2 separate regions of the Salvelinus alpinus genome follow, and region 1 is linked to region 2. Evidence: chromatin contacts called from public Hi-C data. All regions are on one chromosome and are shown on one strand. The core of a region is the stretch at or near the end of the contact, and the rest is flanking DNA. Distances in the headings are between cores, read along the strand shown.

Region 1 (6,745 bases), core at 2,911-5,410, 440 kb after region 2:
CAACAAATAGTAATATTGTATATACTCAACCAAATTGATAGTTTTTCTTCATGTATATTCAGGGTATAAATTGCGATCACCAAATTATTATGGGCACTACTATGATGAACTGTGGTCCAAAGATCCACTAAATATAAAGTAATTAAACCTAGATTTCCTATTATAATATCCTATATTTAATGCTGCTCAGGCCTCGTGTAGGCTAGGCCTAAACGTTATTTATAAGCCATGTTTAGTGTGCACAGTGCATATGAGCGTGAGTAAGCCTTCGGCGACGAGGACCGGGCTGGTCGCCATGCCCCCAGAATGCAGCAAATTAGACACGGCTCCCCCCGGAGACCTCATTAACAGGTGGCAGAAAGCCCTGTGGACCGGAGCGACACCGTCAAATCTCAATAGCACTGCCAGCGTCGGCGGCTGAGTCGCTCCCTCCCAAATTAATTCCCCATTAATGGCCTTCTCCATTGCAGTCACAGTGGTTACTATGCCTACTGTCTGCTAAACCTTGTGTCACAATACAGGCCTGCAAATCCTCCCTCTCATTTACAATAAAGGCCGAATTGTCGTAAAGATTTGAAACATCCAAGTAAACCCTTGTGGGATGCCATTGTGTCTGCAACATTTTCAGACCATTAAAATGTTGATTCTGTTAGAAAATTGTTTATCACAAAATGTATTCTGACGGGAAAAGGTGTGATAATAATACGTTGAAAACCGATAGTATATCCAGGCTTCAGTAGCCAACATCCACGTCATCATCACAGTTGCTCGGGTACATCTCTTCATGACCAAAAGAAATCAGACCTATTTTCATTTTTTTCTTGAGGGTCGTTCATTTCATAGAGATGGATTTTAGTAACCAATTGAATCATAAGGAATAAATCCCATTTGAGACTGTGAGAAGGAATGATAACTTTTGTAAAAACTAAATCAAAAAAATAATGTAGGCCTACCTGTTAGCTGCCAGTCTCGAGCATATGTACCCTCCCGGGATCTGCGTCACTATATAGCCCCAGAAAAACGAACCATGGATCATACCGACTGTCTCTGGGTCCCAGTTGAACTTCGCTTTCTTTCCAGTGAAATAAAAACAAAGACAACAATACAAACCATAAAAAATCGATGAAACATAATAAATCCTCTTCACATGTATAATTTCATTATAATTCAATACAATAATTAACAAAACGTATAATACCGTATAATAACCGTAATAACCAAAGCATAAGGCTCTCATATCATAACAGTAAATAAGCATATAGTGACTAGCAGAAATGTGAGCTATAATCACTACTATCATATACGGTACCCAATTCCGATGTGTAGGACACACAGGCTAAATGCTGTGTTATTATGGGATACAATAGTTTATGGTTGTGGCATACCTATTATGGCTGCACTGAAAAATAATTAGATAATCTCGCTAGAAAACCAATACATTAAGGGAAATGTTCTGTATCTGCCTTTGCCTATTTTTTATTTTCAATATAAGGTCAGGTCAAGTGTGAGAAGATTAGGAGACCTCCAACATCTGGACTATTTTTAGGGTCGACAAATTAGGGATGGCGGTGACACGATGTTGACGTCAGTAAAGTGTGCACCACACACACCTCTGTGATGATGATCTTCCCATCTTTGTGAATAGTGCTGTTGTTGACCATTCCCACGATGGCCACGCCCAGATTGCATCGGATGCCGAAGGAGATACAGAAGCCTAGACCGCTCATGATGGCGATGATGTATCGACGGGGCAGCCCAAAACATGTGCAGTCGCACAGAGGTGCTTTCTTCTCCTGGGCCTCAGAGGGCCTGCCGTCCTCTGTTAGTTCGATAACTTCACCAGTTCCCTGTCGCTTCTCCATCACCCTTCAAACAGCCAGATAAAAAGTCATCAAATTTCCTCGGTTAATCAGCCTCAAATTAATAGATTAGCCTACGTTTGATATTTGAATGTTATGAAATATAAAGGCATTTTAGTGTAGCAAAAATTCAGGCCTGCAATTAAGTTAAATGATAGACCTACATGCCTATATATTATAGCCTGCAGCCTTCAAAATATGGCCTGCATCATGTCCAATAATAGTCTTTAAAATTTAGAAGTTTTTGAAAATAAGGAAGAAGACTGATTTCTATTTTAAAACCATCTTCTTTGGATAGCGTACTGAAACATCATTTTATTAGGTCATCTAGGTCTGCATTACATATCTATGCCTATTCAATCCGTTGTTTTATGAGGATAGTGTATTCGCCCCAACGACTGGGGGCGCTATTTGATGAATGATAACCAACATGATTCAGAACATGATAACTAACATGATCCAGAAAATGTTTTAGTTTTTTCATTAAACGAAAAGTCTACTTTAGCAAGGTAATTGAGCAACTATTAATAGAAAATAGTGCTGTATGTTAGCGGCACCAGGTTCAATCTCATCGAATGCCAAAAAAAGCATCGTAGATTGGAGCAAGAAGCGAATGAAGATGCCTCCACCGCATTGCAGCAACCGCTCACCTTCACCCTCATTTGCATTCACGGTTTGGGCAGTTGCTCATCTCTCCAGGCAAACATTCACGCTGCGGTTTCAAATGCATTTATGACCATATGCACAATTCATTCGTTTGCCAAATAAAGCTTAGCCTACAGTTACAGTATTAGGCCTATACCTAAAAAAAATGATGTGAAATCGGCATAAGGAAAAAATTATAAGAACTCTATCTTATTCACAACGGCACTGTAACAATGACGAATGCTAATTATGCACTCCTGTTTAGAAAATACATTTGGAATATCAAAACTACTGCACATAATGTGTAATTTACATGAACTACATTAAGGTGATCATTTCGTTATGCCGAACGAAAAATACATATTTTTTACGCAATAACATGTAACTGTTATTTCATACAGACTAAGTTTAAAGTGGGATTTGGAATCCAAATAGGCCTATCGAAGGAAGCAACAATGAATCGAAAAAAAATTCTAACCAAAACGAAATCTATTCATTTAGAGCTTCAACAATACATTTATTGACAGTATGCTGCAACTACAAGCATCAGAATATATGTCTGAATGAAGGCCTTGCCACTTAGCAAGACAAATCAGTTAGACGTTTAGACTAGTAATAAATCGATACCCATCCCGTAAATAATGAAATAGATACCCTCCCACAACTACAGGAAGTTTTCTGTAAAATATTTAAAATATTACAGGGACGCAGTCACAAGCCAGTTGCAAACGAAGATAACACTCCGTGGATTTTTTAAAATCTAATCGCATACATACTAGGCTAGTTCACGGCAAATGCTTTTCATAGCTATCTGTTTAATGCGTGAATGTATTAGTGACTTTTTCCACATGCATCAAGGTCCTTCCTGTGCTTTCACGAGGTTATACAGAATTGCATAATTTTCCCACTACGTCTATTAGAGGCGTGACCATGACTGCAAGCTGTTTGAGATAAAAGTAAAACACTTCTCGGCATAGGATAGGAACGTACAGTAAGTAGTCTACTACCATTACACCACCATATTACACCACCATATTGTAGGCCTATCACTTGAAAATACAGAAATCATAACCAGCCCTATGTTTAAACATGGGCTAGCCTGCATATAAAACAGAATTTCAACACCTACTTGTACATCTGCCCCAGGGTCTTCGCCCCAAATTCCTTTATCCCCTCTTTGGCTCTCATCTTGACGGACTCCATATCCAAATGTAATGTTTTTCTCAAAAATGTCTATTGTTTAAGCTTCATGTTACGGTACAATGTGACCGAACAAACCGGTGAAGCAAGCGATGTATATGATTATTTGATAAGAAAAACAGACAAGATCTGTAGCCTATCACGCGTCGATCGCTGTAAAACGCCTACATATGAGAGAAATCAGATGAGCTCTGATTCCCCATTCACCATTATAAACTCATCGTTCGCCTCACGTACAAGTGCATGCAATGCCATCGTAATGAAAATCTACAGATAATTCATAAAGCGAACGAAAGAGAAAAACGTTAGAAGCGTCTACGGTGATAACCATATCATTTTAAACAAAAAAAACAATCAGTAAAAGCGGGAACTAGCGGTGTGTGGAGTTGCTTCTATAAACCACAGAGCTGGGCTTGCGCGTCTCATGTGGAGACCGCCAGCTTTTCTGACGTCGCGAGAACCTCTGGCTGTTCAGCACCAAGGTCAGCGACAGCCTCGTGCACACTATCTGCGCGTGGTGCACGCCGCATCCCCATTACTGATCACCAGAGCGATATTCAATATAGCCTACTGTCCTGAAAGCTATTGTTGTTATACTGTAATCGACTGATTTAGGGAGTGGTTCAGGCTGGAATAAGAAAGGATGGTTTGATTGCATTTGGAAATCATAACCTTACAAAGTGTGAGGGCAATGCATGGTGACATTACAAACGCAAGTCATTTCCAGTTTTACAACCTTTCCCAATGTTTGTTTTTATACCAGACATGAAGTCTACATGTAGCCTACATAAAATACTGTCTTAGCCTCCGGAGGGCGGTGCTATGGAAACCAGACGAGGGCTTGATTCCCTTCGTATGAGCTCTCGTGAAAACAGGAATTCATCAATAATTTAGGCATCCCCCACACATACACTTTCACCCACCTCTCTCTCTCGCTTGCTCACACACACACACACACACACACACACACACACACACACACACACACACACACACACACACACACACACACACACACACACACACACACACACCACTGTAACTATAACATCAAAGGGTAGAAGGGTAGAATATGGAGGCTACTCCATGCATATTCATTGAAACAATGTTGCAAATAATAAAATCATTGATCCATGTTTTTGACTATTTCGAGAGAATTGCGGTTCCACCACAATTCATTCTGAAGTTGGGTCATTGTGAAATATTAAAATGTGAGAGCCAGACACCTTTGAGAGACACATGGGGATTCTGAAATAAACTGGCACCTACCTAATGCTAATACAATATAAATGGATTGAGGCACTGATGCCATCTGGCGGGCACTTACTATAATTCCTATCAGGTTTTTGCATTAGGCCAATGAGACATCCTCGACGTACACTGGCTGGGTGTGAAATCGTGACGATCAACTTTATTTAAAAAACATGATATTGACTGTTATTTGTCAAATATTTGAAATATTTCTCATATGAATAGGCTACTATTGTCATGCCTGTATTATTCTATTCTATACATGTTTGTTTGACAATATTTTTGAACAACTGTAAATACATGTGAATTTGAGATTTCTTAGTTATACAGTAAATTGTAGAGTGCACACATTTAAAATCCTGAAATATTTTATTTAAAGCAATTACATTATCAAAATGTTGTTAATAAGTTCAATAGCCTTTCAAGGAAAACAAGCAAGACACGACATATTTAGACAACACAGACTATGATATAAAAACATATGAGTTTCGAAACATCATAGGAATAGAACAATAGAAAGTTATTGTTTTTGAAGAACATCCCAAAAAGTAAACATAGACATTTAAGGCATTGATCTACTGGTCATGTACTATGGCTTCCACCCTGCATGCAAGAAGGACATGAGGAGTCAAGAGTCTCCCAATGGATTTTGTCTGTATGGCTGAGAGTGGTGTTAGTCAAGCACTGGGATATTGACAAGCCTGAGATGGTACATCACTATGTGACTTTGAGGTTGAAGTTATACCAAGTAAAATCATCCAAGGGTATAGTGTCCACCTTCAGCATGAGAGGCTATTAACATTTACAAAACAGATTAGTTCAAAACAGATGAACCTAGAAAAAGCCTACAGAATCAAAACTGATCAATAAACTACAGAAATACCTAATCTTACATTGAGTAAACTATCCTTTACAAATGTAATCTGTACAACAATCTAAATAATAAGTGGGTTGTTTACTGAAATTAATGTGGCAACTACTGTACATATCCCAACATTCTTCATGTGTATACTGGCTGTGATAAAATAGTGTGAATTTATTGCTGTAAAGTGGACAGTTCACTCATGTTGTTAAAATATGCATGTCTCCTTACATTGAATGTCTATGGGACACGAGATTGTGATGCATACTCTGAGTCTATATACTGTATAGCTAACACCTCTGTTTGCACAAATCACACTACAGTAACTTGAAATCGATTCAATAAGCTACAGTCCCTTTTGAAGTTGAATTTCATAACAATTGTTTTGAAACATGTAATCTAAAGTCAACTTTCCTTTTAATATGAGACCATCCAGACATGTTGGAATGATTGACATTAAACAGTAATAATGTAGTGGAGTTTTCTGTCTGAAAGACTCATTGGCTAAATCAAATCAGTCCCATATAAGTGCTCTGTGCTAAAACAAAATTAAAAAGAGAAGGCCATCCATTGTGCTACGGAGTACAGACACAGAGTATGACAGAAAAAGCAGACAGGAATGATCAACTTAACTTAAGTGAGTAATGACTAACAGGGCTGAGGAATTTGATTTTCCTGCTTACAATGAGTTTGATAAGTGTCAAAATAAAGAGCAGATAGATACATGTGCGAGTAACACAGGCAAAAACACATTTGCCTCCCACACCAGAAGAAATCATATGTACAAGATGCATATCTCGCCATAAATCTAAATAAGAAAGAGGAATGCAACCCCAAAAACATGGCTAATATTTTGTCTGGTATGACTTAATATGCCACTCAAAACATTTCAAATGGAGTGTAGATTATATCCACTGGAAAGGGCTCT
Region 2 (6,280 bases), core at 2,842-5,341:
CCCTCCCTCCGCACGCCTACACATAAACCCACGTCTCCTCTCGCTACGACTTTCCTGAAGAAAATATGTTATTCCTGAGAAAATGATTAAAAGAAAAACCTGACCAAATTAAGAAATATAACAGATAACCTAAAAATCTAACAAATAACAATATACATGTTGCTTTGTATGCAGCCAATTTGTCATATTGTCGCTGGTCTATTCATTCATAAACCCACTGCAACAAATAAAACGAAAACGTTTTAGGCGATCGATTCGTTAAGCATAGCCCTAGTAATTATCATCTTATTATAAGGCCTATTATATAAAACATTTTTTAAATAATATGAACATGATTCCTCTTGTTCTTATTATTACAGCTGATATATGTTACAGCGTCATCCTAACTAACGGGTCTCCTGCTTTCATATAGGCAATAGCCTAATAAGTATACTCATTTCGTTAAATGATTAAGTAAATTATTTAATTAAATAATGAGTCACGCATGGACTATGTTTTAAAGAGCCTTATTTGGTTCTCTAAAGCAAGCTAGAATTGAACTTAAACATTTAAAAACACAATGAAGCTGTAATAATTCAGACGTAGCCTATAAATGAGGATAATGCATCAATAATGCATTGAAATGTAACCCCACTGGAAGCTTCTTGATTAAAACAGGGCTGCGAGCGCTTGTGGGCGTTGATATCTTAGGGTTTTTCTTGCAGCTGTTTGCCATTCAATAGCATCGTCCTGAAATCAGAATCTTTGAACTGAAGCCGTACAAAGAGATAGATTGAATACAGACAATATCCACAGTTTCTTCGCTGGCACGCAAGACGAATTTCTAAAGTCCGTTGGCTGTTAAGTCAGCAAAAACATTGTCGCGGACTAATCAATTTGAAGATCAACGCAATCTTGCATGCCTGGTTTTCTACTGTCTTAAAAAAAAACTGCTTTTGGGCAATTTCTTATCAAGCCATCTTATCTCGCACCACCTTTAGCCAGCCATAGCCTAACATCTGTCAATAGGCAGTTTGACCACGCCTATCTTTCTTGTAATTTCATATCTCTGATTGCATCTTTGAAATTCCTCTGATTTCTATGAGGTGATTTCTCGGTAATGTTTTTGTTCTTCATATTTCATTAAATCATTGTGTAATTTGTGGTTTTGCTATTTATTGTAAACGTGGAAGTTGTCTCCGACAGGTCGAATGTGGGCTACACAGACTTGTGCGCGGACAAAGAGGGGTAGCAGGTGATGCTAGTGCTAGAGTGAAAGCGCAGTATGAATGAAACCGAGGAGCGGCTGTAGTAAAAACACAAGTGATTTGATCGCGATGACGGAGGATGGTAAGATGTTAAACAGATAAGAGTAGGCTATTTTTTGCCGCTTAGGGCTGAGAGAGGAATACAATAGTTTGATATGCGAGACAAACAAAAATACATATAGATAGATAGATATGCCCTAATATGAAGCGAGTCAGTGAGAAGGAGGTAGCCTGGGTTGAGGCTAATATTTTATTTAGGATATGCACCATTATTCTGCTTAGTGCCGGGTAGAATGATTCATGAATTGCGCATTCAAAAGTTCCATTTCGATTGGGAGACGGGATCCCGTAGCCTAGATTGTGTTGCAGTAAATGTAAAAAAATATATTTGAGTGATTCTAAAGGTTTTGTTTACGAGTTGCATTAAGCTTCCCTTCATGCATAGCCTTGGTAAGTCGCTCTGAACAAGAGCGTTTGCTAAATGTCTACAGCATAAACCTAAACGAGTGCTTTGCGTGTTTAATTTAAGGCTCCGTCATGCACTCATAGTACTGAGAAATATTGTAATCTGTATAAAAATATACATCCTTCAAACGAAACTTTCATGAGGTGAAATAGCACCTTGCATAAATCCATAAACGCTGACTGTTATCAATCAAATCAAATCAAAATAGTAAATTGGAAAATAATTAGCTGGATATAATTTCACGCAAATCAATGCACAATACCATGACGGTGCATTTGATAGGATCCAAGTTCAATTTGAAACCACAAAACAATATAGGCGATAATGACAAGGATGGCGGATGAATAACAATGAATCACAATGGAGGGAACTCTTACCTTTTCAAGGGCTGACAACCACTATCAGTGGTTAGATCTCCAAGACCAAGACTTGCATTTCCCAAAGTTAACGCTGTATACCAAGACTGGAGCTTGAAAAGAACGCACGCCCTATACAGCGGCTCTAAGATTTCAACTTTCACATGCTCTAAGTGGCGAGACAAATCTCAAAGCGCAAGCCCTTCATTGACACGCGCTTTTCTCCTGTTTTCCGTTATAGATCACAGGGCTCCCTCAGCATACGCTTACCAAAAGTTGAAAAAAATTCCCCAGCTTTGGTAAGGGAACAGCAAAAGAGAGTTGATGTCCACTTGGTGTTTTAGTCCATGCAACGACTCCGGTGCCTCTGTCCAACGTGCTGAAAGCATAACACAGCGAGGGTAACTAAGGGGGCAAAAAAAATCTATAGTTTTGTTAAGTGCCATTTGATACTGCTTTACTCTACTGCTTCCCAACGCCTTGTCACGTGAACGTTTTTCTCCCCAAGCCTGTCCTGTTAATATTTGATCACATGTTGGCCGGACCTTAAGAAAAACAGCACCTATACCAAAAGCCCCTAGTCACCACAAAGGCTCAATCAAATAGCGTCTCCAAATAGCTGTACACCTAACAATGCTGATCCTACTGCGTTATTGCCGCACTCTTCAAGTCATGTATAGGGCAGAACGACAGGTACACACATGTTGCTTTCATTGGCACCACACTTGAAAATAGGATATTCAATACATACCATAAAACCCTGGTTAGCAATATACACAACCTTAAAGTCCTGAAAGACAATACAGCACACTCGCACATTTCGCGCACAGATGATACAATATATCCCAATACATAATTTACCTGCATTTCTTGAGCTTAGAAATGACTTCCAATCTTTTTACAGAAGCTTTGCCAATATCATCCTTCTTAACAAACACATGGGTTTCTGTTGAGAGTTTCTTAAGTAGCCCACAGAGTCCATCCCATCATCCAGCTAGCCTATATTAATTCCCGGATTAAATCGCAAGCATTGCTATTTCTTGGATACCATTCCTGTTTCGATTGTATTTCCATGTTACTTACCATTTTCCTCAACGCTGTCCTGGAGATAGAAGTGTCTTAATATCCACTCACTCCAACAGATGCTGGTAGGTAATGTGTCTTGTTTGAAGTCATCATATGAGAACTTCTGCTGTGCTCAGTAGATCGCCCACCACTTCGGTGACTTATCAATCTAATAACCCTTTGCAATCTCCGCGTGCTTAAACTCTGTAACACCTTGGTGGCTCTACAGTCAGGACAAACAACAACCAGCCGCGATTTTCACAAAAGCCTGTATAGATAGAAAGACAGATATACGCAATACCCTCTCCCGGACAACGCCATTAGAGGTCTTACGTGATTGAAATAAGCGAAGGCAGTCAAGTTTATGAGGGACCCTAAATGACCACTCAATTAATACAATCTCAGTTCTTTAAATTAGGCTATGTTTGCACAATAATATTGAGCCCCCCTAACAGTTGTACAATATAAGACATATGTACGAAGTAGCCTAGGTTATATCTTTCGCTGCCTATCTATTGTTACCACTCAGGCAATATTACGCAAAGCCCGCACAACTTTGAACATTTCTATTTTTTACAATCAGAGGTGGGATGATACCGGATAAGACAAACATTTCTCAATCGTTTATCGTCCCTCTCGCTATTGAGATGATGTTCTTTGAGAACTTGTTGCTGCTAAAAATAAAACTAGCGTTGAGGACGAAACAGAGCCAGACTCATATACTTACATTTGCAATATACTGTTATTTGCTTCGTTTTCAAATGCCTAGAAAAATCAGAAGTGAATCCACGTCTTCAAGTAGTCTAGGCTATGCCCTAAACTTCTAGATATGTTTAGGTATTTTGCTGTAGCCCACAACTCAATGGTTTAAATCCTAAATGTTTCAGTTTACAATCATTAATTCCAAGTTCAAACGCGATATCTGTTTTCAGTAAAATTCCATCAGTTGCACCGCGAACACTCAGCGATCTAATTGTTATGCAGTGACGAAGCGCTATGCTTGGGGTATTCGTCACACCTGTGACACTCGTATATGCGCTACAAATGTACTGGTAAGTAACATGAGTAATAGGAGATATTTGCCCAACTTTGAACCAGGATTCGAACTATCTAGGGAGTTGTAAAATAAGTGAAACAGAATGGTATTAATAATTCGTCGCTCATGGCAAATACTGTTGGAATGGTAGCCTATGGCTACATTAGATCTCTAGCACATGAACACACACAACAAATAGGCTACGTGGACTGTCGGACTAATTAGACAACTAGGTTTAACAATGTAACACACTACTCAATCAGATGGCTGTACCTGAAAACACGATACCACTGACACTTGCATGCATGGTAACCCTCCCCTAAGTCTAATTCTGTACATACTGTATGTCTATTTTAACTTCCAGTCCAAGGGACCACTTCTAGGGTAAAGAGAGATAGCATTCCCCAGGTACACATCCATAAACTCCATCAACCTGTGTGTGTGTGTTTGTGTGTGTGTTACTGTGTGTGTGTATTTGGGGTGGGTTATGGAAGTCAAGAGGGCTTTGCAAGACTATGAAGTCCCTGAAATCAACTCGATACCTTCAAAAACATCACTTGTGCACAATCAGATGCCACTTATTCTTTTTACAGAAAATGTTTTTTTTACATAGCTCATCACATATCAACTAAAAGTGGATGTAGTTTCCATACCTGTTCTACAGCAAGGCTATTCCCTAAGACTTTTTTTGTTTGGCAAAAATAACAGCACCCAAAAATAAGTCTCCCTCCATGGCAATGGATACTACATTTTCATTTTTAATTCTCACTTACTTTAGACGCCGATCAACTCCGTGCTAAATTAAGGCAAACTGTGGATGAACCACACATTATTAGATCACTAAGTTTGATTAGTAGTAGCCCTCCCACAAGCACATAGCATAGCTCTCTAGAAGGTGGTACACTAGAATGTACTTCACCCGTCACCTCTCCGTCTTCTACCGTCATCCTACTCTCAGTCCTCCATAGTCCTCCTCATAACATGGCAACTTGACTTACATCTACTTGTTATGTTGTTAACGCTTCTTCTGCTCCCACAGCTTTCACACACTCTGCCACTGACTCATGCTCGCCCCTTTTCCACTATCCATGCCCTCCCCCGCACTCTGCACCACAATATCTTATGGCTCACTCCGAGGTCACCAATTGATCGCTTGATTCCTGGACTGCATGTTAGTTGGCATGGCATTCTCCCCTATGCCATGTGCCCTCCCCAACAATATCAGTCACCTCCTGTCTACAAAACATGCACATGACTTTAAGTGTTGTAGATGAACTGGTTTGTTAGGAATAATCTCTTATCTTTCCAAGCTGTGATTGGACAGATCCAAGACGGATCAACACCAAGACCATTCCAGGAAGTGATTCCTACAATGGGGCCATGTACCAAGAACTTCATGTTTAAAGCAAAACAGGTCAGTGAACAGCAGGGACCGTACATTTAGCAATCTTGAAACAAAAGTCCCAAAGCAATTAAAACAGATCAGGCAATGTTTCATTACAGCATATTCACTATGCACACAAGAGGGAACTCAGTTTCAGTCAGCACAAAAACTCAGTATGAGCAAAAAACATTGTAACAAACATATGATAACTTGTTACTCCGAGTCAACACATTGATATGATACATTTCCAGTTCCTGAATCCTCAACGAACAGAAACTAGACCTACTCCTGTGATAACTACTCACAGGTCCCACCATTATGCATTCTTCACAGGGTCAGGGACGGACTGGGACCTGAAATCGGCCCAGGGATTTCTAACACACCGGCCCATTTTTTTCCTGCGAGGCTCATTATTAGCCAAGTAATGATAATTCTGTACAAAACCCCCTATTTAGACCTGCCCACTGCTAAAGCTGGACCAGACCATATGGCATTTGCCCTAACTGCCCTATGGCCAGTCTGTTTCTGCAGGGGGTGAGCAACTCTTCACCTGCAGCATCATCAACTAACTACCTGTAGGTTCTCTATCCAGGATTCTCTCGTCTCATACAATAGTCACTAAGGCTTTAGTTTTTTGTTCATTTTATAGCAACAGTACATAGTTTTGAGTTGCGATATCATTTTTACCCTGATTTGATCATCAAAATCAAACCAATAGATCCACTG

Evidence for each region. A called contact is a pair of places that touch in the nucleus more often than the background predicts.
Region 1: a contact with region 2 is called in a Hi-C map of red muscle, with 9 times the contacts expected there. The contact joins the promoter of LOC139575917 here to the promoter of LOC139575029 in region 2. A contact is called at or near these places in 2 of 3 Hi-C or Micro-C datasets (muscle and red muscle).

What each region holds. Positions count from the first base shown.
Region 1 is chr5:31,228,278-31,235,022 of SLU_Salpinus.1, forward strand. LOC139575917 (vesicular glutamate transporter 2.1-like) reads right to left here and starts at 4,161. Exons shown (of 12, transcript XM_071401355.1): 1 at 3,634-4,161; 2 at 1,611-1,866; 3 at 954-1,072. The coding sequence starts at 3,707. LOC139575914 (anoctamin-5-like) reads right to left here. Exons shown (of 21, transcript XM_071401353.1): 21 at 5,306-6,745.
Region 2 is chr5:30,789,090-30,795,369 of SLU_Salpinus.1, forward strand. It overlaps LOC139575029 (neurotrophic factor BDNF precursor form-like), which reads right to left and starts at 4,092. Exons shown (of 2, transcript XM_071399952.1): 1 at 3,862-4,092.